Regions from separate parts of the Mus musculus genome. Here region 2 is linked to region 1. A link is a contact called in public Hi-C data. All regions are on one chromosome and are shown on one strand. The core of a region is the stretch at or near the end of the contact, and the rest is flanking DNA. Distances in the headings are between cores, read along the strand shown.

Evidence for each region. Hi-C and Micro-C count contacts between places; a contact is called where the count stands out from the background.
Region 2: a Hi-C map of liver shows a contact between it and region 1, with 1.6 times the contacts expected there. The contact joins the enhancer-like site here to the promoter of Pcbd1 in region 1. A contact is called at or near these places in 2 of 39 promoter capture datasets (embryonic stem cells and liver), 1 of 15 datasets of contacts at CTCF or cohesin (CD8 T cells), 16 of 484 Hi-C or Micro-C datasets (the N1E-115 cell line, embryonic fibroblasts, embryonic stem cells and 4 more), 6 of 115 datasets of contacts at active chromatin or transcription factors (a beta-TC-6 cell line, embryonic stem cells, extraembryonic endoderm stem cells and 2 more) and 3 of 9 other capture datasets (adipose tissue, liver and pancreatic islet).

Annotation. Positions count from the first base shown.
Region 1 is chr10:61,087,043-61,093,159 of GRCm38.p6, forward strand. Pcbd1 (pterin 4 alpha carbinolamine dehydratase/dimerization cofactor of hepatocyte nuclear factor 1 alpha (TCF1) 1) reads left to right here and starts at 2,289. Exons shown (of 4, transcript NM_025273.4): 1 at 2,289-2,374; 2 at 5,022-5,153; 3 at 5,562-5,642. The coding sequence starts at 2,372.
Region 2 is chr10:61,126,001-61,132,117 of GRCm38.p6, forward strand. All of the region lies in intron 2 of Sgpl1 (sphingosine phosphate lyase 1), which reads right to left. Among named protein-coding and RNA genes, the nearest start is that of Sgpl1, 19 kb to the right of the region's middle. Within about 2 kb of position 2,886, at least 6 of the 459 cell types and tissues checked have an H3K27ac peak or open chromatin away from gene starts, as enhancers often do. A contact at or near this core is called in hepatocytes, liver and olfactory sensory neurons, where this site is marked.

The sequences.
Region 1 (6,117 bases), core at 1,039-3,538:
ACCGGCCCCTGGGGGTATCTGCACTCACGTGCACACTAGCACACACACAGACACAAATAATTAAGAATAAGAGATAACGATTTGTTTATTTGTTTTATGCTTATGAGTGCTCTCTTTTCATGCACACCAGAAGAGGCCAATAGATCAATTTATAGATGATCATGAACCATCATGTGGATGCTGGGAATTGAACTCAGGACCTCTGCAAGAGCAGCCAGCGCTCTTAATCGCTGAGCCATCTCTCCAGTGGGGTGTTTTTAAATCAAGACATTTTTTTCAAACATGTTGGTAGAAACATCAGGCAGATGAGTTCCAGAACAGTCGGCCATCTCAGCTGGAGGCCTCACCTGCCACCTGGCGGCCCTTTATAACCATCCGGTTGGTGGAGGCTAGTGGCCTGTCTATACACTAGGAAGCATTTACCCTCCAGTCACCAACATGCTAAGTCACAACAGAGGAGAGAAATAGGTGGCTTTAAGGGAGCTGCAGATGACCCAAGATGTGTAGACTCTGGACCTGCACCATGCCAAACCTCCACAACCAACGAGGCTCCCGGCGGTTCTCAATCTGGGGATCATGGCCCCTTTGGGGGAATCACATCAGATATCCTGCATATCAGATATTTAAATTATAATTTATAACAGTATCAAGATTACAGTTATGAAATAATGGATCTTTAGGGAGCTGGAGAGACGGCTCAGTGATTAAGAACACTGACTGCTCTTCCAAAGGTCCTGAGTTCATTTCCCAGCACCCACATGGTGGCTCACAATCATCTATAATGGGATCTGATGCCCTCTTCTGGCATGCAGGTGTACATGCAGATAGAGCACTCATTATACATAAATAAATCTTTAAAAAAAAAAAAGAAAGAAAAGAATCAACTAATGGTACATAGAACATGAATGGACTTCAAAGGTAAGTATAAACTAAATGGTTTCAATGCATGGGGCCATGGGGATGTCTAGAAAATGCAACCTGCTTGCCAGCAATTGAAGAGCATTGGCTTAGGGGGAGCCCTGGAAGAGAGAGGCTATCTGGTGGCACAGGGAGAGGTGTTCCTAATCCTGCTGATGGATTCCTAAGAGAAGCACATGTCCCTCCATGTCACTGAAGTTATTAGGGTCAGAGCCTGGACCCTGGCAGTCCTAACAAGCAGGGCTCACCCACTACTCTCTATATGCCAACGAAAGAGACAAGTCACAGCAGAGGTGCTGTGGAGAGGGCTCAGAGCGCTTACTGCTCTCGCAGAGAATCTGAATTTGGCTCCAGTACCCATATGAGGCAGCTCACAACAACACCTAAGTGCAATTCCAGGGGATGCAATGTTCCCTTTTGGCCTCCATGGCATCTACATGCATACAGCACACAGTACACATAAATCCATGCACCCACACAAATGCGCACGCGCACACACACACACACACACACACACACACACACACACAAATAAATCTTAAAAATTAAAACAGTGATTAAAACAGCAAGCAAGGTGATTTACTCAATACAGCTTTACTGGGAAGAGAAATGAAGGGGTCCATGAGCCTCCAAGTCTGTCCACTGGGACCTAATCTACGGCTCAAGGTTAAACAGCGGGCAAGAGGAATACCTTACTAAACAAGGTGGCCTGGCAAATTGCCAGAATGGTGTGAAATCTTTCCAGTAGACAAGTTTCTTCTCTGGCTGGCACCAGACCTTAGTTTTTCCTTTTCATACCATGCCTTTCCTGGAAGAAATTCTGATTTCTTGGGTTCCATTGTTTCAATAGCCTGATAGCCCAAAGGAGGGATACGTTGAGTCCCTTTAGAATATCTTCTATTGGGCTGGAGAGATGGCTCAGTGGTTAAGAGCACTGGCTGCTCTTCCAGTGGTCTTGAGTTCAATTCCCAGTAACTACATGGTGGTTCACAACCATCTGTAATAGGATCTGATGCCCTCTTTTGGTGTGTCTGAAGACAGCTACAGTGTACTTATATATAATAAATAAATCTTTTTTAAAAAAGTCTTCTGTTCTGTTAAGATGGTTAAAACTGTGCACTTTATATATGTGCAGTCCAGTGTATGTGACATTTATCTGGGTGGCTTTTGTTGTCGTTGTTACTGTAACAATAGGTCAGGCAGTCTGGTGCCCAGAGTCCTCTGGCAGAGAGGGAGCAGAGGTACTGAGATGTCAAAGCTTTTGCCCTGGAGCCCATCACGCAGCCATGCTCACAGAGCACAGGGCATGGAAAGCATTGCAAGGGCGTGGAGCAAGGAGGACCCATGTTAATTATTACCCGCGGCCACCGGATCTCTGCCCCGCCCCCGCGGTGGCCTGCTGCTTGCCCGCTGCTCTCTCCCTCGCTGCCGCCACCTGCTTCCCGCACTGGACATGGTAAGCGCAGGAAGTCTGGTGGACCCTGAGAGGAGACCAGGAAGTGGGGGGCGGGGGGTGGTGTGGAGAGACGACTAGGGCTCCGATGCTGGGGGCGCGGGCCACGCTGAGCCTCCTGCAGCGCCATCCAGCCGGGCTAGAGTCGCCTGGCCTCCCTTGGGGGCGGTGGCGGTGGGCCTGGAAACCTAGCCTGTCCCAACTCCCAGGCCTAGTCTGCTGGCGGGGTGTGGCAGCAAGGCAAGTCTCCGTGGCGCTGCCTGGCCCTACAGGCTTGCCAGATTGGGGTGGGGGTGGGGGTGGTGTTCAGTTCTCTCTGCACCCAGTGCTGTCCCTGGCCTTAAGCCCCGCCCTAACACCTAGATAGGGTGCTGTGTCCCACCTTGGCGTGGTGGTGGGTCAGGATCTTAGGTAGGTCCCTAGGAAAGGAGCCCCTAGACCTCCCTGCAACCCTTACCAAATAGCGTGGTTCGGGTTCTCTGTACTCGATCAGGGATAGGAGGGTGTTTTGGCAGCTGAGGCCTGGGAAGAGTCATTGGGCCCAAAGACACCACAGGCTTGGATAATCAGTAATCGCTCAGCCCACACTAACAAGCTGACAGAGCTTCCCTAAGCAAATAAGGCCCTTACCCCTCTGACCTGAGTTCAGAGCATTGTCAGCCTGAAAGTTGGTTCTGGAAAATTCTAAAGAGTGGAGCCCTGTTGATACCTGGCTGCCTGGTTACAAGTGTCCCGCTTATCACCCACTGAAGGGTCAATGCTGGAAGTCCCCCACCCCCTTCATTAACCACAGAGCAGATCTCTGCACTGAGCTGGAGCCCCTTGTTTCTGAGAGCACACACACACTGGTGTTGGTTCTGTAGGCCCCACTGCTGGCCTGAGAACTGTCACAGATGTTCTTGTTCTAGGAAGTGTTGGTTTTTTGTTTTTTTTTTTTTTTTTAATGAAGCTGACTTTCACTTGATAACCTTGCTACTGAAGTATTTCCACTGGCATCTCTTGGTCTAAGGAGTGGGTCTCATCCCTTCACTCATGAAGCCAAAGGGCCATTTCGATACCCACCCCAGGGTATGGAAACGATGGGTGGCTTGCAGGACACAGTTCACCTTCCTCCTGCTCCCCAAGCCAAATTTGAGTCCTTGTCAGTTGAACACTGTATCCCTGGGTGATTCTCTTTCACAATCCTAGCTTGTTAGACTCAGGGCCCCACGTTCCTCTAGAGGACAGAACAGACACTAACTTCTGTTTTCCAGGGGTCCACTCAGGACCTGACCTGGTATGTGCTGGGGGATCACACCGTGGGCACTTTGTATAACAGGGTAATGAGCATGCCAGGTGCCCTTGACAGACTACTTCCATTTTGAGTCTGGGCCCTGTGGTCCTAGGTTCCTAAGACAGCCACCCTGAGAGCCTCACCCTGACAGCTGTGGACTATACAGGGGCGAGGAGGAGGTGGCAGAGACTCATCTGGGAATGGGTTTGAATGGGTTTCTGCATCCCACCCCAGGGCTATAGCTCTAAGAGACCACACCTTGAGTCAGTTCATTCCTGACTGAGGATGACTGGCCGGAAGAGCAGAGCACTCACATCCCCTTTGTCTAGGCCTGTTTCTCCTCTAGAACACCTGAACATTGCAGAATGGGTGTGGGGATGGAGCATAGAGAGGGAATGCAGAAAAATGGGGATGCCAGGAAGAACATGTAATGTGTTCGAATTGGGCTGAATTTTGCTCTAACCACCTTGGGGACTCCATGGTGTGCTGTCTTGGAAAGATGAAGGCAGGCAAGCATCTGTGAGGCTCTGGGAGCAAGAGATGGGGGAACACTTCACCACAACACATTCTCTTTGGCATTCTCTATGAAAGCAGGTAAAAACCCCAAGATCTGGGCTGCAGATTCGGCCTAGTTTGTGAAGTGCTTTCAATGGGAGTTCTCCTTCCCAGAAACCACATTTAAAACACTGGCGTGATAGTGTGTGCTTGTAATGCTAGCACTGGGGAGGCATAGACAGATGGATCTCTGAGGCTCTGTGGCCAGCCAGCATAACCTACTTGGTGAGAGACCATGTCCAAAAAAAATCAAATGGGGTTGGAAATTTGTTCAGAGGTTGAGAACACTGGCTCCTATTCTAAAGGACCTGGACCTGACTCTCAACACTATCGTGGCAGTTCATGACTGCCTGTGGCTCCAGTTCTAAGGTATCCAACACTCTCTTCTGGCCTCTGCAGGGACCAGAGACATGGGTGGTGCACAGACTTCTGTGACGACGGCAAAACACTCATATACATAAAATTAAAAAATTAAATTAAAATAATGATAAATGATATCCAAACAATAACATCTGAGGTTGTCCTTTGGCTTCCACATGCACACATGCCCATACTTGAACCTACCCACACAAACACATATACCAAAACGAACAAAACACAAAAACACAAAACTAAAAAAATACAGGACCCAGAGTCTATCAGTAAACGGCCCAGACCCCACCTCCTGGCAGGGCTCTTCTCTGGAAACATAAAGGCCTGCTGCTTGCTATAAGGGGCACCTGAATCCACAGCAGCCAGCACTGAAGTCCTCCCAAAGGTCTGAGGCACACTCTTGACCTATAAATGGAATGCCCTGGGGCCTCTCTATCCTCCCTCTCCTAGGCCGGCAAGGCACACAGGCTGAGCGCCGAGGAGCGAGACCAGCTGCTGCCAAACCTGAGGGCTGTGGGGTGGAATGAAGTAGAAGGCCGAGATGCTATCTTCAAGCAGTTCCATTTTAAAGACTTCAACAGGGTATGTGGAGCAGGCCTGAGTGGGCTACACTCTGTGTGTTCATGTCATGTCCTGTTAGCCAAGGGGAAAGACATACTCAAGTGACCTGCAGAGAGGAGAAGGGACTTGAACCCTCCCTTCTGGAACTCAGAGTCATTGGAGGAGACAGTCTTGGTAGCAAGTATCTGCCCTTTTGAAGGCACTTTAATAAGCGGCAAAGAATTGGCAAATACTGACAGCCTGTGCTGTGTGGACCACACTAGGGATGCTAGACACTGGCACAGGCATCAGGACCAGGGACAGGATGTTATGGGGGTGGGGACTAGGGTGTGTTAGAGCTCTGGCATTCCCTGGAAAAAGCTAGGCTATCCCTACTGCTTCGAGGCCTTATTGGCCATGACCCATTGGCTCTTTCTTCTTTCTTATCAGGCTTTTGGCTTCATGACAAGAGTAGCCCTGCAGGCTGAAAAGCTGGACCACCATCCCGAGTGGTTTAACGTGTACAACAAGGTGAGTGGCGTTGTCCCCGGGTTGTGCCCTGCTCTGTACATCTCTTAGAACCCCAAGTCTCCCCAAAGGTTCACCCTTGGACTGTAGGTCCTTCCTCACCAATAAGTCGATGTTCACCTCTTCTGTCTCCAACCTAGAACCAACAGAGACTCTTCACAAAAACAGCCAGTCTCACTGGAGATAATAAATGCAAATTAAAACACTTTAAAATGCTGTTGTCAGCTATTAAGAAGGCAAGACTCAGGAAGGGAAGGATATGCCCTCTGTTAACAGCACTACTGGCTTTATTCTAGACGGAAGAACGAGAAAACAATAAAACTAAACTCAGATACCCATGCATGGTGGGCAGATCAGACTGTGATGAGCATGCTAACTGCTTGACTGTTTAGGAAAAAGTGAAGGATGTGTTTAGGAGCCCACCTTAAGTTCTGACTTTAACTTGGCTTAAAATTTTTTTTAAAGAATTATTTATTTT
Region 2 (6,117 bases), core at 1,636-4,135, 40 kb after region 1:
CTGTAAACCAGGCTGGCCTCAAACTCAGAAATCCGCCTGCCTCTGCCTCCCGAGTGCAGGGATTAAAGGCATGCACCACCACTGCCTGGCAAGCCTGCTTCTTCTCAGTCACAGCAAAAAGACACTGTTTAGGTACACCTTGTATGAACTCTCTTTTGAGTGCCACCTTCTAGAAATGGGCTCTCAATTTATGTTGCCTTGATCCTCAGACTTTTGAGCCTCCATAACTGTCAGAGAAATAGGTTTGTTGTTTATAAGCCACTCTGTTTAAGGCATTATCCTACAGCATCCCAAATAGACTAAAATAATACCTTTAGTAATTGGATTAATAATAGGCAATTAACATTAGGCAAGTTTTAGGTTCCCTGAGGGCTACCCATGGAAACTGCTTATCTACAACAGGTGGCCATTCCCCAGAGTCCACTGTTGCTATCAACAACTTCAATCCGACAAAGTAATGGCAATTCCAGCAAAAAATTGGGGAAGGCCAGGAGTCTATCACCATCAAAGGGATGCCCTGATTTCCAACAGAGAAGACTCAGGTCAAAGCTGTGATCAAAGCACATAGTTAAACAATGTGCTATAAGTGGTGGTGCTAATTCCTAATTCACATAGAAATTACATTTTTAGTGATTCAAAGATGACATCAAAGGTCAATTCTTCATGGCAATGAATGAAAAATAACAGAACATTAAAGACAAAGCAAAGGACCAGGAAATGAAAAGCTAATGTTCAAAAGCCTCAAATATAGTATGAAGACAGTACTCATTAACTCCATTACAAAATTAAATTCAGCAAGAACATATTTTCTTGGTGACTGTGCCAATTCTTCCTCTTAAAATTATTTTTAATTTTCATGTGCATACATGTTAGTCGTAAGTGCCTGAAAAGGCCAGAGACATCACATCCCTCCAAGTTACAAGTGGTTGTAAACCACCCAGTGTGGGTGCTGGGAATGGAACAAGGGTCCTTAGTGCTCTTAGCCCTTGGTTATCTCTCTAAGCCCAACTGTGTTGGTTCTTAGGAAGACAATGGGAATCCCGGAGTTCTGTAAATTCTCTATTTCCAAAGACAGAATAATAACAAAGTAAAACAGGTCATGACAAGTTTTTGGGGTAGGCAACCAAGTGATCATGGAAATTACTTTTGGCTTAATCTTAATAGGTTTCTACAAACAACAGGCTCATTCCCCTATGAAGAAGCACCTCACAAGGACAGCCCATTGAACAGTTTTGTGGAATAGCCTAGTATTATCTCCTTGGGAAAAAAGGCAGCTCCTTTGGGTCTTAAAAACAGAACAAGCCCCAAGTTGGGTCCTGATGCAACACTCCAACATAGAATCTAGGCACTAAAGGGAGCCTTAGTGATCAAGTACAACATAAACATTCTGACTTTATAAGCAGAGGCCCCATGGGTTTAAAATGATGTGCTTATATTCCTACAGAAAGGCTTGAAACAGAATAAAAGGCCAGAAGCCTAGGTTTTCTAACTCAATATTCAAAGCCCTTCCCTCTCTCTGTTGTTATTAGAGTTCTGGGGACTGAATCAAGATCTTCTTGCATACCAGGCGTAGACTTTACCATTGAGCTACAATCCTAACCTTTCTAGTCTTCTTTCAATGTTCAGTGTCCCTGGGCTAACTGCATAACACACTGCATTCAATAGTACCTCAAGAGCTTTCTGTTTATAATTTATGTTCAGGGCAGACTCTATTTTAGCTATACGGTACCATTCACATCTAATTAAAGTTGTAAATAGTTGTATTATGACCTAACCACCTACCAGTATCCACTGGCACAAGAATCTAATAAGGGTTAATAACCTAAAACCAGAGTTGAGAAACTCTGGACAGGAAAGTTGATAATCTTCAAGATGTTAGGATCCATGGACTCATTATAAGAAATCAACATACCAATTTCCACTGGTATTTATAACCTTGAAACTGCAGGTGATCAGCTCTGCATGTGGAATCTTCCACCCCCAAAATTCCCTTTTCTGTCCTAAAAAGTTCCAAGCCCCAGTACCTAGGCACAGTCTCCATTCCACTGTTGTCCTTTATTGTTATGATTTAAGAACAATCAGCTTCCGCAGTGATCTATTCTTTTATTTTCATATTGCGTCAATCAATCCCAATCTAACACTTAACCCTTACTACTGTCTCCCACAACTGGCTATTTGTTTTTAAATAATGGAACATAAACTAAGATTGCATGGTCAAAATTAAAGTACACATAAGCTAGCTACCTCTCAAATTGCCTGTTTGTCTGAAAGCACACATCTGGCCATAGCTGAGACATCAGGCAGAGAGTAAATTAATCACTAACCCAGGAAGACATTCAAATGGTAATGATTTTCCTGAGCTTTATAGATTACTACTATAAAATTAGAGTTTTGGGAAAGCTACTTTCCAACAGAAAGTTGATCCTTACACCACAGTACAATGTCTTCTTTGAACTTCTAATATGCTAAATATCTAGCATGCCTTGATTCAGTCATTTCTTATGATTCAGTCACTACCAAACTGCATTAGCCTAGGGGCACTGTGATTTAGTCTGACCTAAAGCAAAGCACTAAACCCAGCGAGAGAGAACAGTTCAAGTATTTTAATCCATGGTCTTCCAGTGCTAGTAAGAATACAAATAAGTTGGATATTAACCTCCTATCTGCTAGAGTGTCTGAAAGAACAACTTTACCATGTTAGGAATTCAACACTTAGTCAACTATAGTGAAATAATTATAATACTTATATCCTTTAAAACATGTGTTCCACAAGATCCTAGAATTTTTACATCTTTACCACAGAAGCTGTGCAGGGCACAATGGCTTCAGACTGAATATGGAAATGAAAGGCCAGTCATTTGAACTCTGTATACTCAACTGATAAGTCACAAGTCACCATATCTCAGGTCATCAGAGCAGATCATGTCCTTCATAAGCAAAGATACTGAGATCCAAGGATCATGTTGCAAAATAGGCTTGGGGGGGGGATACAAGCCTGTTTCATTTTATTTCCTATCACCTGTTCTTCAGAATCAAACCATCAGTGGTGCAAACCAGAAGATCCATTGGTTCAACACCTGCAGTTCTCATAGTTTCTCCCATCTCACTTATCCTAATGGCCAAAGCTAGGACCCACAGCTTCACTACCCCTGCCCCCAACCAAGATAGATAACACTGCCAAATGGCCAGAATGATATCTACACAAGCCAAGTACTCTGCACATGGCTTTCTCAAACTGCAAACTTACACACCTGCTACTGATTCTAAAAGAAACGGAAATTAATTCATAAAGTACTCTGGGGACTAGAGAAAGCTCAGCAGTTAGGAAAGCTTGCTGCTTGCAGAGGAACCAGGTTCAGTTCCCAGCAACCACACACGGGTGCTACTCACAGCCGAAAGTATGTAACTCTAGTTTCAGGAGAGAAGGCACTCTCTTCTGGCCTCCACAGGTACACATGTGGTGCACAAATATCCATACAGGCAAACATCAGCCAGATAAAAATTTTTATTTTTTTTTAATTATTTACTTCAAAGTCATAAAAAGTTACCATTTAAAATAATCTCAAAGCCCATCTATTCTAATCTTCATTTTAATAATGAAGAAGCTAAGGCTCACAAACTAATCTTTAAATGTGTTTCCCCTCAGCTCAAGCCCACATAAGAATAACTTCTTGTTCACTACTCTCTACTAAACCAATGGAGTACATCAATATTACCTAAGAATACCCCACTAGAAGTTAACTTAGTGCAGAAGGCCCAGAAACACTGATTTTCCAACAGGAACACAAGTTCAAGACCAGCCTGGGCAATTTAGTGAACTCCGTCTCAAAATAAATTAATAAAAACAGAAAGGTGAGAGAGCTGAGACTGTAGTTAAGTCAAGTAGAACACTTGACTAGCCCTAGGTTCAATTCCTAGTACAAAGGAGGGGTAAGGAGAACTGGAGGACCCTTTCCCCATCTCTTTCTTTTTAGGGAAATAGCCAACAACCCACTTATATTACTGAGACCCAATTATCCAGCTCTTGAGAAGGAAGGAAAGTAAATTCACCAAGCTTCCTCAAGAAGTGCTAAATCTGCCATATTAATCCACCAGGTCATATCCATCAGGTCAACTAGATCAAATGTTCCTAATATTTACTCCTTGGACAGATACTAGAGAAAATTTGAATCTTCTACTTTGAAATCCTGCAAAGAAAGGGATAGAAGTGACAGAGCCCTTGCCTTAGCATACATAAAGCCCTAAGTATAAACACTAACATAAGAAAAACTACTATTCCCTTGGCAAGAAATAAATCATTACCACCCATTTTTAGTACATAGTATACTTAGTGCTCATCTTATGAAAAAGGCACAGATAGCCAAGGTGTTAGGCCCCTCTCTCCCCTTTGGCAGCTTCCTCAGAACTTAAGATTTCTTTACTGACTGTCCAGCCAGAGAAGATAGTGCTTAGAAAATTAGATGAGGCTTTGCATCCTAAAGGATGGGAAATTTAGAGAGCAGCCTATACTAGAAGAATGTGAAGGCTGTTAACTCTTCGAAATACCAGCCTATAGGAAAAAGAAGGCAAAAAAATTTCTCACAATGGGGGACTTTAAAAACCACTGCTGGGTGGTTTTAATCCTAGTGCTTTAATCCTAGTACTCAGAGGCAGACGCATGTGGATCTCTTGAGTTCAAGGCCAGAGGAAGAGAGTAGAGGAGGAAGAAGAGAAGGAAGAAGAAAAAAGAGGAGGACAAGGAGGAGGAGGAGAACAACAACAACAAAGCAAAACAAAGGCCCTTTTGGAAGGGTAAGATGTAGCTGTTAGAGTTTCCTGGTATATGGTAGATCCACGAGGATTCTTGCCTGGAGTAATCATATTTTATTATAAGATCTACAAGATTAGGTTTTAGTTGCTGCGCCTAGAGATTGAGTTACCATTGTTTCTGAACTAAGTTTGTGTTGTGTTTTCCTTCACATGGTGGCTCATCTGGGTTCAAGAGAGAAAGGTAAAGGTGTCAAAGCCTGAGTTTGCCTGATGTGCACCACAAAGGCCATGGAGGATTTGAAGCACAGGGCTGGTGTGGTAGTGACTCAACAGTGGGAACCTAGCGAGCTGGGTGGAGAGATTGTAGAGTTATGAGTCAAGAGTCTCCACGAAATAAAAACAGGTCAGCCATTGCCCACCAGTGCATGGGCAGCCTGCCCATCGGGGCAGAGGCACAAGTGCTTCTTAATATTTCCCCCAACAGATGGTGAACCAGCTTATTGGGCAAGTATCCACTAGAAATTTAAGATTGTTAGCCTGAGAGTTAAGAGTGGTTTTGTTGTTTGTTTGTTTGTTTGTTTGTTTTTAAAGAGAGTAACTGGGTAATGCTAAAACCAGTCACCTGGACTTAATCAACTTTGAAACAAAGAAACTGCTAGCAGCCCTGAGATCCCCTGCTGTGGGGAATTACAGAGGGGGTGGGGGAGAGAAAGAAATGAAGTTGCCACCTGGAGAGATGGCTCAGGCTAGAGAGATGACTAGTGGTTAAGAGCACTGACTGCCCTTCCGAAGGTCCTGAGTTCAAATCCCAACAACCATCCGCAATGAGATCTGACGCCCTCTTCTGGTGTGACTGAGGACAGCTACAGTGTGGACAGCTACAGTGTACTTATAATAAATAAATCTTTGGGCTGGAGCGAGAGGGCTTGAAGCAAGCAGTGGTCCTGAGTTCAATTCCCTACAACCACATGATGACTCACAACCATCTGTACAGCCACAGTGTACTCATATACATAAAATAAATAAATAAGTCTTAAAAAAAATGAAGTTGCCTACTTTTTAGGGCAGAGGGATTGAACTGTGAATTTAAATTTGAGATTATTTGCTTTTAGGGTAGATTTATATACAGATTCTGTCTCAATCAACATGGAGAATTTCACCTGTGGTTCAGAACTAAGATAGGAAAATTAGTCACTGACTCCAGAGTAGAGAGTGCAGTGCTAATCATTGTCTGCTTGGATCAGGTGTTAATTATTCATGTCTGTGACTCCAGGTAGAGAGATCAACAGATACATGGTATAACAAGATGGCTGCTCTAGGCAGAGAGCCAAACAGTAAAAGGGTATAAAGATATATTGCTCTACTACG